Linked DNA regions of Mus musculus: regions 1 and 3 are each linked to region 2. A link is a contact called in public ChIA-PET data. All regions are on one chromosome and are shown on one strand. Each heading gives the region's core, a stretch centred on a gene start, on an enhancer-like site or on the middle of the called end of the contact. The rest is flanking DNA. Distances are from core to core; before and after follow the strand shown. Region 1 has its middle 38 kb from the start of E330013P04Rik. Region 2 has its middle 12 kb from the start of Slc18a2. Region 3 overlaps Fam204a (family with sequence similarity 204, member A).

What was found. ChIA-PET counts read pairs in DNA pulled down with a chosen protein or histone mark.
Region 1: an RNA polymerase II ChIA-PET map of memory CD8 T cells shows a contact between it and region 2, with 8 read pairs. The contact joins two enhancer-like sites. A contact is called at or near these places in 1 of 484 Hi-C or Micro-C datasets (muscle stem cells) and 2 of 115 datasets of contacts at active chromatin or transcription factors (large pre-B cells and memory CD8 T cells).
Region 3: an RNA polymerase II ChIA-PET map of memory CD8 T cells shows a contact between it and region 2, with 6 read pairs. The contact joins two enhancer-like sites. A contact is called at or near these places in 6 of 39 promoter capture datasets (the SN4741 cell line, cranial neural crest, hippocampal neurons and 2 more), 2 of 115 datasets of contacts at active chromatin or transcription factors (the NIH/3T3 cell line and memory CD8 T cells) and 1 of 9 other capture datasets (adipose tissue).

The regions. Positions count from the first base shown.
Region 1 is chr19:60,181,546-60,184,449 of GRCm38.p6, forward strand. No RefSeq gene overlaps it. Among named protein-coding and RNA genes, the nearest start is that of E330013P04Rik, 38 kb to the left of the region's middle. Within about 2 kb of position 1,551, at least 60 of the 459 cell types and tissues checked have an H3K27ac peak or open chromatin away from gene starts, as enhancers often do. A contact at or near this core is called in memory CD8 T cells, where this site is marked.
Region 2 is chr19:59,247,477-59,250,431 of GRCm38.p6, forward strand. No RefSeq gene overlaps it. Among named protein-coding and RNA genes, the nearest start is that of Slc18a2, 12 kb to the right of the region's middle. Within about 2 kb of position 1,360, at least 62 of the 459 cell types and tissues checked have an H3K27ac peak or open chromatin away from gene starts, as enhancers often do. A contact at or near this core is called in memory CD8 T cells, where this site is marked.
Region 3 is chr19:60,210,867-60,213,695 of GRCm38.p6, forward strand. Fam204a (family with sequence similarity 204, member A) reads right to left here. Exons shown (of 8, transcript NM_001358273.1): 6 at 1,807-1,896. Among named protein-coding and RNA genes, the nearest start is that of Fam204a, 14 kb to the right of the region's middle. Within about 2 kb of position 1,510, at least 8 of the 459 cell types and tissues checked have an H3K27ac peak or open chromatin away from gene starts, as enhancers often do. A contact at or near this core is called in memory CD8 T cells, where this site is marked.

The DNA of each region.
Region 1 (2,904 bases), core at 301-2,800, 930 kb after region 2:
ATGGTTGAGGAAGAGACAAGAGGCCCTGATGCAAGAGAACCGAAGCTGGGAAGACTTCCATAGGTCGCTGCATGGGGCTAGCCGTGGAGGTAGCGGGGTTGGTGGGGGAGAGAGTAGCCCGGTATAGTACAGGAATATGCCATTCTTTTTAATATTTCCTGTAACATCTCATTACTTGGAAGGCCTACGTAATCTGATCCAGGCTGCAATAGTTAATAATGAGTGCCAGCTTGTTTTATCTGGAATCAACTAAGACACATTCCTCTGGATGGGTCTGTGAGGTCATTTCAAAGAGGGGTTGAGAGAGGAGGATCCTCTCCTAGAATGGATGACACCTTCTAGGCAGTACAGATATAAAAAAGTCTGAGGAAAAAGCCGGACTTTCTGGCATGCCTACCTTCATTTCTTGCTGAGTGCATGCCTGTCCTGTTGTTGCTGCCATTGCTGCTGCCAATGTTAGCTGATGTGAGAGCCTAGCTTTTGCTGTTCCAATGTGGATGGAAGGCTCTCCAGGAATCCTTCAGGCCTTCAGCAACAGACTGGGGACTACAGAGAATCCAGCCTTGAGTTTCTCAGCCTTTCCAGTGTACAGACAGCTATTGTTAGGTTACCTAACTGTGGCAGTTTGAATAGGTATGACCCCCATAGACTCATATGTTTGAATGTTTGGCCCATAGAGATTGGTACTAGGAGGTATAGCCTTGTTGGGAGTAGGTGTGATCTTGCTGGAAGAACTGTGTCACTGTGGAGGCAGGTTTTGAGGTCTCATATATGCTCAAGCCACGCCCAGTGGGACAGTCTCTCCTTACTGCCTGCTGATGAAGATATAGAACTTTCAGTTCCTTTTCCAGCACCATGTCTGCCTACATGCTGTCATGCTCCCTCCTGTGATGATAATGGACTAAACCTCTGAAACTGTAAGCTATCCCCAGTTAAAAGGTTTCCCTTGTAAAGAGTTTCTGTGGTCATGGTACCTCTTCACAGCAATGAAACCCTAAGACAACACTCCTTATCTAATAAACTCTTTTTCGTACCCTAACCCTAACCTATTCATTCTATCAGTTCTTTTCTTCTAGGACCCTCAAAACATCAGGGGATATGACTGGGTACTCTCTACATATTCCCACAAGTAACCCCAAGAGGTCAAGAACTTTGTGGTTAGTGGACAGAGCCATTCTTAGAGGCTCACATAGACAGCAAGAGACAAGCTACCAATACTCTATACTCCAGATACTCAGGGAATGCTATGGAGGATAAGAACAACCAGCTAACACTTAATGCTGATTTTCCAAGATACTAAGACCCACTGCAATGCTGTGATCCAAACATGATTATGAGCCCAGGAGGCCTCCGTGAAGGCAGCCTTTTCCCTCAAAGGCACAAGTCAGATCTGATTAGCTTCCAGGTGGCTACCCACTCTTGAAAGACCTTTCCTTGCTTCTTGACCAGAAATTTCCTTTTGAAGAGCTCATGCCTCAGAGCTGGGAAGAAGAGCTCTGTGGATGTACAGAGAGCTTAGCTGAAAAGGAAATGCTGTTAGCCACACTTGAGTGAAAAGAGCAACAGCCACTCCCATCTGTTCCTTGTGGTGAGTCTAGTCTCAAGAGACACAAAACTGAGGTGAAAGCAGGTGGGAAAACCTGGCCTGGAGTAGAAAGAGAACAGATACGCTTTATTGAACTAATTCTTGAAAATGTATCAAAATCCTAATAAACCCACTGGAAAAAATATCAGTCCATGATCAAAATAGGAGCATCCTTAATGGAATTATTTTTCCCACAAGCAGAGTTAGGGGTCCACCATTAGGCCATACTCTGGCAATTATATGTTTAAAGTTAGGCTTTAGGCTGAAGGGAGATGGATCAGCCAGTATTTGCAAGTATGAAGATCTGAGTTTGATCTTCAAAACACAGATTCTGCTCCAACAGCCCTGACTCCCGTAAGTTGCCCTCTGACCCCTACACATGTGCTGTGGCCCACAAATACCCACAGACTCACACCCATATCCACACACAATAAATGAATGAATAACAAACAATGAGATCCCAAGGGGGGAAAGGCAAAGACAGGCAGATTCCTCCAGCAAGATTAGCCTAATTGAGAAGTTCCAGACAATAGAGAGATCCAGTAAAACAAAACAAAACAAAAAGAAAAACCCCAAAACAAAACAAAAAAACAAGGTAGTATAAGTAATACAGCAGGTATTATTGTGTTAGCAGGTATGTTATATGTAGAATCCACACATACATGCCTGCCCACACACTGCTCACACACACACAATGACATTAGTCCACATCAACAGTATGCTGAGATGCTGCCTCTGCATTAACACCACATTTAGGAAATCTGACTCCCAAGCTTAGTCTTTGACATAGCTTCAACTTGCACTGTTTTGACCTGACTTGACCCCAAGTGCAACGATAGGTCTATACCATGTGGAGCCTGAGCACCCCTGTCCACAGTCCTTGTCTAAAGGATTGACTCTTGTCTGACTGAGGCTGCTTCTCCAAGTAAGAAATCAGCAGGCCTCTTACCCCTCTGATCAGCTGCCCAGTATGGCATCTCATCTGCTCCAGAGCACAAACTCAAGCCATTGCTTGAAAAATCTACCTAATGAAGGATTGAAGACTTGGGACTACCAAGAAGATAGTATAATGAATGCATTGTAAAAAGATCCCTCCCTCCCTTCTGGCTTCTGGGGGCTGCCTCCCTCTCCTACACACTTCATTTTTTAGCTTCAAAACAAGAGCCTTTCATTTTCAAAACCACAGGAAAAGAATGCATTCAATGTTTCCTTAAGTTCAGGGAGCTTGATTTGCCTCAACAGTTCATATATCTAACATGGACTATTATCATATATTGAATGATAGTATCCAATAGTCATAGGCTAGGAGATTCTATATT
Region 2 (2,955 bases), core at 110-2,609:
GGAGGTTGGCGAAGATAGGAAAAGTGTGTCCAGATGCCCTATGGTAAGCCGTGCCAGCTGCCGCCTGCTTTAGTGCAACAGACCCAGGCAGGACTGTGATGTTGTTGAGTTTTGCAGTTGAGCTGGACTCTAGAGTCAGGAATAGGATTTGTAAGGGGGGAGGGGAGGAAGAAAATCACAAGAATGAGGATTGTTCCTGGGTGTCAGGGGTCCAGTCTAATAGAGCCCAGATTATGTATCAGGATTGGGTGCACACAGGTAATATCAAAATCCAGCTAGACGAATTTACATGGGATATCAGGAAGCCGTACCGGGCTCTCAAACTGGAGTCCACTGTAGGAAATGTACAGGGTTCCTGCATCTCCAATGGGTTAGAGACAGCAGCTGTGTTTAGGCTGGTGGTACAGGAAGAGGTGACCTAGATGGAGGAAAAGGAGGAGCCATACAGTATGGCAGACACTGGGGTGGCTGCTGTTACCCTTTCTTTGACAAGGAAACTATGAACAGGAGATGGCATCCAGGACCTTGCCTCAGGCAGTGCTCCTGTGACCAAGGGCAGGAAGACATCCTGGGAAGGCAGTCAGCTCATCCCTGACCCAGAGTCAGGAAGCATGAGGTGGGCAGGGCAAGGCTGCCGGCACCTGCGACCAGCAGAAAGAGGGTTGGTAGGCTGCTCCACTGTGCAGGATCGTAATAAACACAACTGGCAATTCTGGGAGCCTCAGCTGCTGATGGGGGTTCTTGTCCACAGCAGCAGGGTAGGAGATGTTTTCTAAGACCAAACAAAGCCAAGTGAGGGTGGAAAGCAGGAGATGGAGTAGATTTGGCAGCCTCTGAGAGAGGAGGGGCCAGTGGGGCCAGCAATCCAGTGAGTCAGCCTCAAATGGCAAATGCCCTGCCTAAGCGAATAGAGAACTTGAGTCATGAGTGACATTTAGAATTCTTACTCTGTCCCTGGTACCCTATGGCCCTGGGAACAGAGCTGTGAACAGGACAAGGGAGATCAGGACCCCACTGAGCGGGGTGAAGGGTGGGGAACCTGAACATTACGTTGGCTTAGTAGTTTTTGGATGTGTCAACACAGCTTAGGACACATGCAGAGAGGGCAGGGAACATTTCACAGGGAATAAATACATGTCCACCATTTTCTTTCGACCTATCTGTGTCTTAATCTAGGGCAGAAGTGATAAGGGTGGGTTCGTTTGGCAAGGAGGAAATAAGACTGACACCACCGGAAGCCACAATGGCGTGAAAAAAGGTCCAGGAGTGGAGAAAAGCACAGGGTGCAGAAATAGATGCCCAGGAGTGAGAACACCGTAAGCAGAGAACAAGAGCCTGCAAGCCTAAGGCGTAGGTGGGGAGTGGGGCGTGGGGTGAGGTGGAGGGTAGGGGGTGGATGCAGGAAGTGACAGAGGCTGGCAGGCCGGAGTTCCTCATGCTAGGATTCTGGGGTTTGTACAGACACCTGAAGCTTTGTGAGAACCCAAGGAGCTTATCAGAGTTGAGCAGGGACAGGTGACAGATTAAGATGGGCAGTGGACAGGCCTGGAGTTCTAACACTGTCCCAAGTGAAGCCATTGAGAGGGTTTAGGCAGTGATGTCACCACCAGAGGTCGTGCTGTTCTTTGACTGGGTAAGCATGGGTGGTTGACACAGGGAGGACTGTGGCAGCTTCTGGAGAGCAGAGGAGAGAGCAAACAGCCCAAGGGATGTTGTGTGGCCCCTCACAGATCTCAATTCCAGCAAATATCCTCAGACAGGTTAGCGATGCTATAAAAGTCACCGAACCTGGAGACCTGGGTTTGCAGATAATGCTGCACGAAGCGGGTGGATTCAGTGATTGGATTATTAAGTTACAGCATCTGTGACTTAATTTCATTGGCCGTCAGCGAGGCATCTGTCAAGCAAATTGACATTTGCTTTGCCAGTCTCTCTTAAAGTCAGAACAATTGATTTGGTTACATTTTATACACAAGATTTGCTTTCCCTGGGTAAAGGCCTCAGAAAAGCAAAAGGACATGAATACACTCTTTAACGTTTTAAGTCTCCTTATTTGTACTAAACAGCTGTTACAGAGTTGGTATCATAAAACAAAGCAAGAAACAACAAAATATCCTCTTATTAAATGGAACAGAACCTGGCTGAGACCGGCTGGTACCTTGGAAGAAAAGTGAAGTTGGCTATTGTCAGAAGTAAATAAACTCTTCTAAGCTAAGGAAGTTGATGCTATTGTTTCTTTTGACATCTGTGGATCTTTTGTTCGGATATTCTATGGTTGTTGAGAACCAATTCCTAGAAGGGGTTCTATGAGCTCCACACATGCTTCATACATGCAAGATAAATAAAATATAAAGAAATTATTAAAAGAATGTCTCCTGGAGTCAGCATACCATTGACATACTTTTAAAAGTAGTTTCTATTGTTAAGTTATATGGCGACTGAGTTACATAAGATATTTTCACACAAGTATTTAATGTGTTTTGAACAGTTTTTTCCCCACAATATATATTTCCTTTCCATTCCTTTCCTCTCATTAGTGGAGGAGGAATCCCTTTGTCTTCCTAGACAGTTTGACCTCTACCTGGGCCCAGGTGGCTTCTATACTCAGGGAGATGCTATCTGTAACCATAACTGCATGGTGGAAGGCTGGGGAAAGCCTACAATCCTTAGAGCATCTAGCATAACCAAATTGTACAGCCAGGGAGTTTGATGTGCTGGTCAGAAAGCACTTGCCACACAAGAGTGAACACTTGAATTTGGATCTTTAGAACCCATGTAACCAGCAGCATACAATGGCTAATACCTGTAAACTCAGCATGCAACAGCAAGAGACAGCTGGATCCTGGAGGCTCATGAACCAGCTAGGCTGGCCTCTGGTCAAAACTCCAGGCTTGTAAGGGACTTTGTCCCAAATGAGAGTAGAAGGTCCCTGATGACTGGTTGACACTTTAGGTT
Region 3 (2,829 bases), core at 260-2,759, 960 kb after region 2:
GTCCTGCTGAACTAGTAGCACAATTTAACACATCTTCAAGTTCATTTTATTAAATGAACTTTTATTTTTCCCTTCCAAAATACTGATGAAATACTACTGAATCAAACAAGAGCCATACCCACTGATTCAAAATACAGCATTTTTAAAAATAAAATATATCAACTGTCAAACTAAGGGTAAGGAGCATTAGAAGATGGGAAGAGTAAAATATAAGGAAAAAGCAAATACAAAGAATATTTCATCGAAGTTCAATTACAAGGTAACTGTGTCAAAGCTTTGATGGCCATGCTGAGTCACAGCATCCTCACAAGTTAAAAACATACCAAATGCTTCACATGCATTTTTCTTTCTTAAATAATGCAGCAACTTTGTTTCTGGATATAAAGGACATTCAAACAGGGGTTCAAACAGATGCTAGTATATTCATATTTATAGTTGCATGCTCACTATAGTTAAACAGTGGCATTGTCTACCAGCAACTAAATGCACAAACAATGGCACAATACCCGAAATGTGACACAGTGGCAACCAGTCTTGAAATGGACAAACATTCCAACATACACTACAACACAATGATCTCTAAAGATGTTATGCTAAAGAAATATTCCAGACACAAAAGCATACAAATATGACTTACATGAGGCACCTACAGAACCTGACTGCACAAGCAAATGGCCTGCTGTCAAAGAAGGGTGGAGAGCAGCCTGCAGATGAAGAACTCTAGAGACAAGTAGTGGGAGAATCTGCACAGAGTTGTATGTTCAATGCTACTCAGTTACTCAGTTACACACAATTACACTCAGCTACATAGATATATACAGAAATATTGTGACTAATTATTCTTTAAGTGGACAAATTTGAAATCCTTACATCTTTCAGATGATTTTGGAGTCATCCTTCAGTCTTTCCTTTCAATTTGTCTAATCCATACATAAAAATCAGTAAGATTTTAAGGGTTGCAGCTAATAATCGGCAAAAATTCATACACACACATACACACACACACAAAATCACAATGGCCATAAATGGTGGATTTTTAGACAACGGATGATTGGTAAAGGCAATAGTATTCCATAGAATAATATGAAAGAGAACTTTCTCATTTCAGGTTGGAAAACAGAAAAAAACAAACAAAACAAAACAAAAAGTCTGTGAGTTACAACACTAAGAAATAACCAGCAATATGGATAGATGAGTTATGATGATTTTTATGCGACTAAACACCAAGGAGTGTTATGTGCTAAGGAGATAGGAAATCAAGTACTAAGAATGAAAACTAGGATAGATTTTTAATTTTTTTGTCTATAAAAAGAAAAAAAACCTATAAATCAGGAAAATGCACTAAGTCTGAGTGACAGGTCTATAGGACCCCCACCTCCAAGGACATGAGTCAGAATCACATTAAATTATATTTAATTTTACACTACTACAGACTATGTGAGAATTAGCTGAAACCCCATAAGACTGAGCAGTATGTACAGAATCTACAGTAAGAGACTGTAAAAGGACTAAGAAAAGGCTGTGGGGTGTGACTGCAGAACACATAGCTGCCCCCACTGAGGATAAACTGAGCTAGACACCACATACCTGAAAAACAACACCAACCTCAAAAACAAATAAAGCAAAAAATCTGCCATAGGCCAGGTAACTAAGGGCAAATATCAACTATGCATAATTTTCATCCTAAATTTTAGACCAGAATAAATTTAAAGCATTAAAGTCAACATAAAACCTAGATTTCAAAATAAAGAGTAGAATGGGAGAAAAGTATGAGGGCAACAGATAGCTGGACTGAGTCTGACTTACCTCTCGAGTAGCCAGCTGGTTGCTGAGCTCCTCCGCCTTCTCAACATCCCACTCCTCCACAGCCTGGTCAATCCTCTTCTCAAGGCCTGACTACAAAAAAACAAAACAAAACAAAACTCAAATCATGAACAGGAAAGAAGATCAACCACTTGCTAACCAAGGCTGTCACAGGACTATAGCAAATGCCACTTCCTTTCAGGCCCTTCAATAACCCTACACAGGTTTGCATCAATTCCCATTTATGGATGTTTCTGAAACATCATAAATTCAGTGGCTACTCAAGGTCCCCAAATTTCTCAAGCTAACAGTAAAAAGGAGATGCAAATTCAGACTGGGGGGTGGAGGGAGGTGGAACCAGAGATTGCTATTCCCTAGTAACAATAATGTTAATGACAGCAACTGATCAACATTATGGAGTGTTCACCAAATGATAGAACCTGGGCTTATTCTACAAAAGCTGTCACTTGCATCCTCACAGCTCCATGAAATGTTAGCTTGTTTGCAAGAGGTGGAAATAGCCATAAATTACTCGACTTGGCTGACATCAGTCTGTAAGGTGTAAAGCCACCCACATCCAGGTTTGCAGTCTGAATTCTCAACCACAGCCCATTCCTGCAGCTCAACACTTCACTCCATAGCCTTTCACCATCTTCAGTTAGGTCTGCTATGCTGACTACTATACAGTGAAGAAAGCAACAAATAATTACTTTATTCTCCTATGGAAATATTTTATTTTACTAAAAAAACTTCAAGAAATCAAAATTTTTAATGTCACAGAATTACCAAACTAGTTAGGGCTCATAACACACTTATCAAAAGACACTTAGATATAAACAAGGTCTAGCTGTGAATAGTTACTCTAATGCCTGGTTTCTACTCTTGTACAATCTCTAGAAACTTCCTTGTCTTGTATGTCTGCAGAATTCTTCTCAGGCTGGTGCAAATACTATGGCAGACTCTTTCATTCTCTGGAAGCTCTGATGGTGTACTTGTACCTGTGCCACTCCAAGTGAGGTCTGTGCA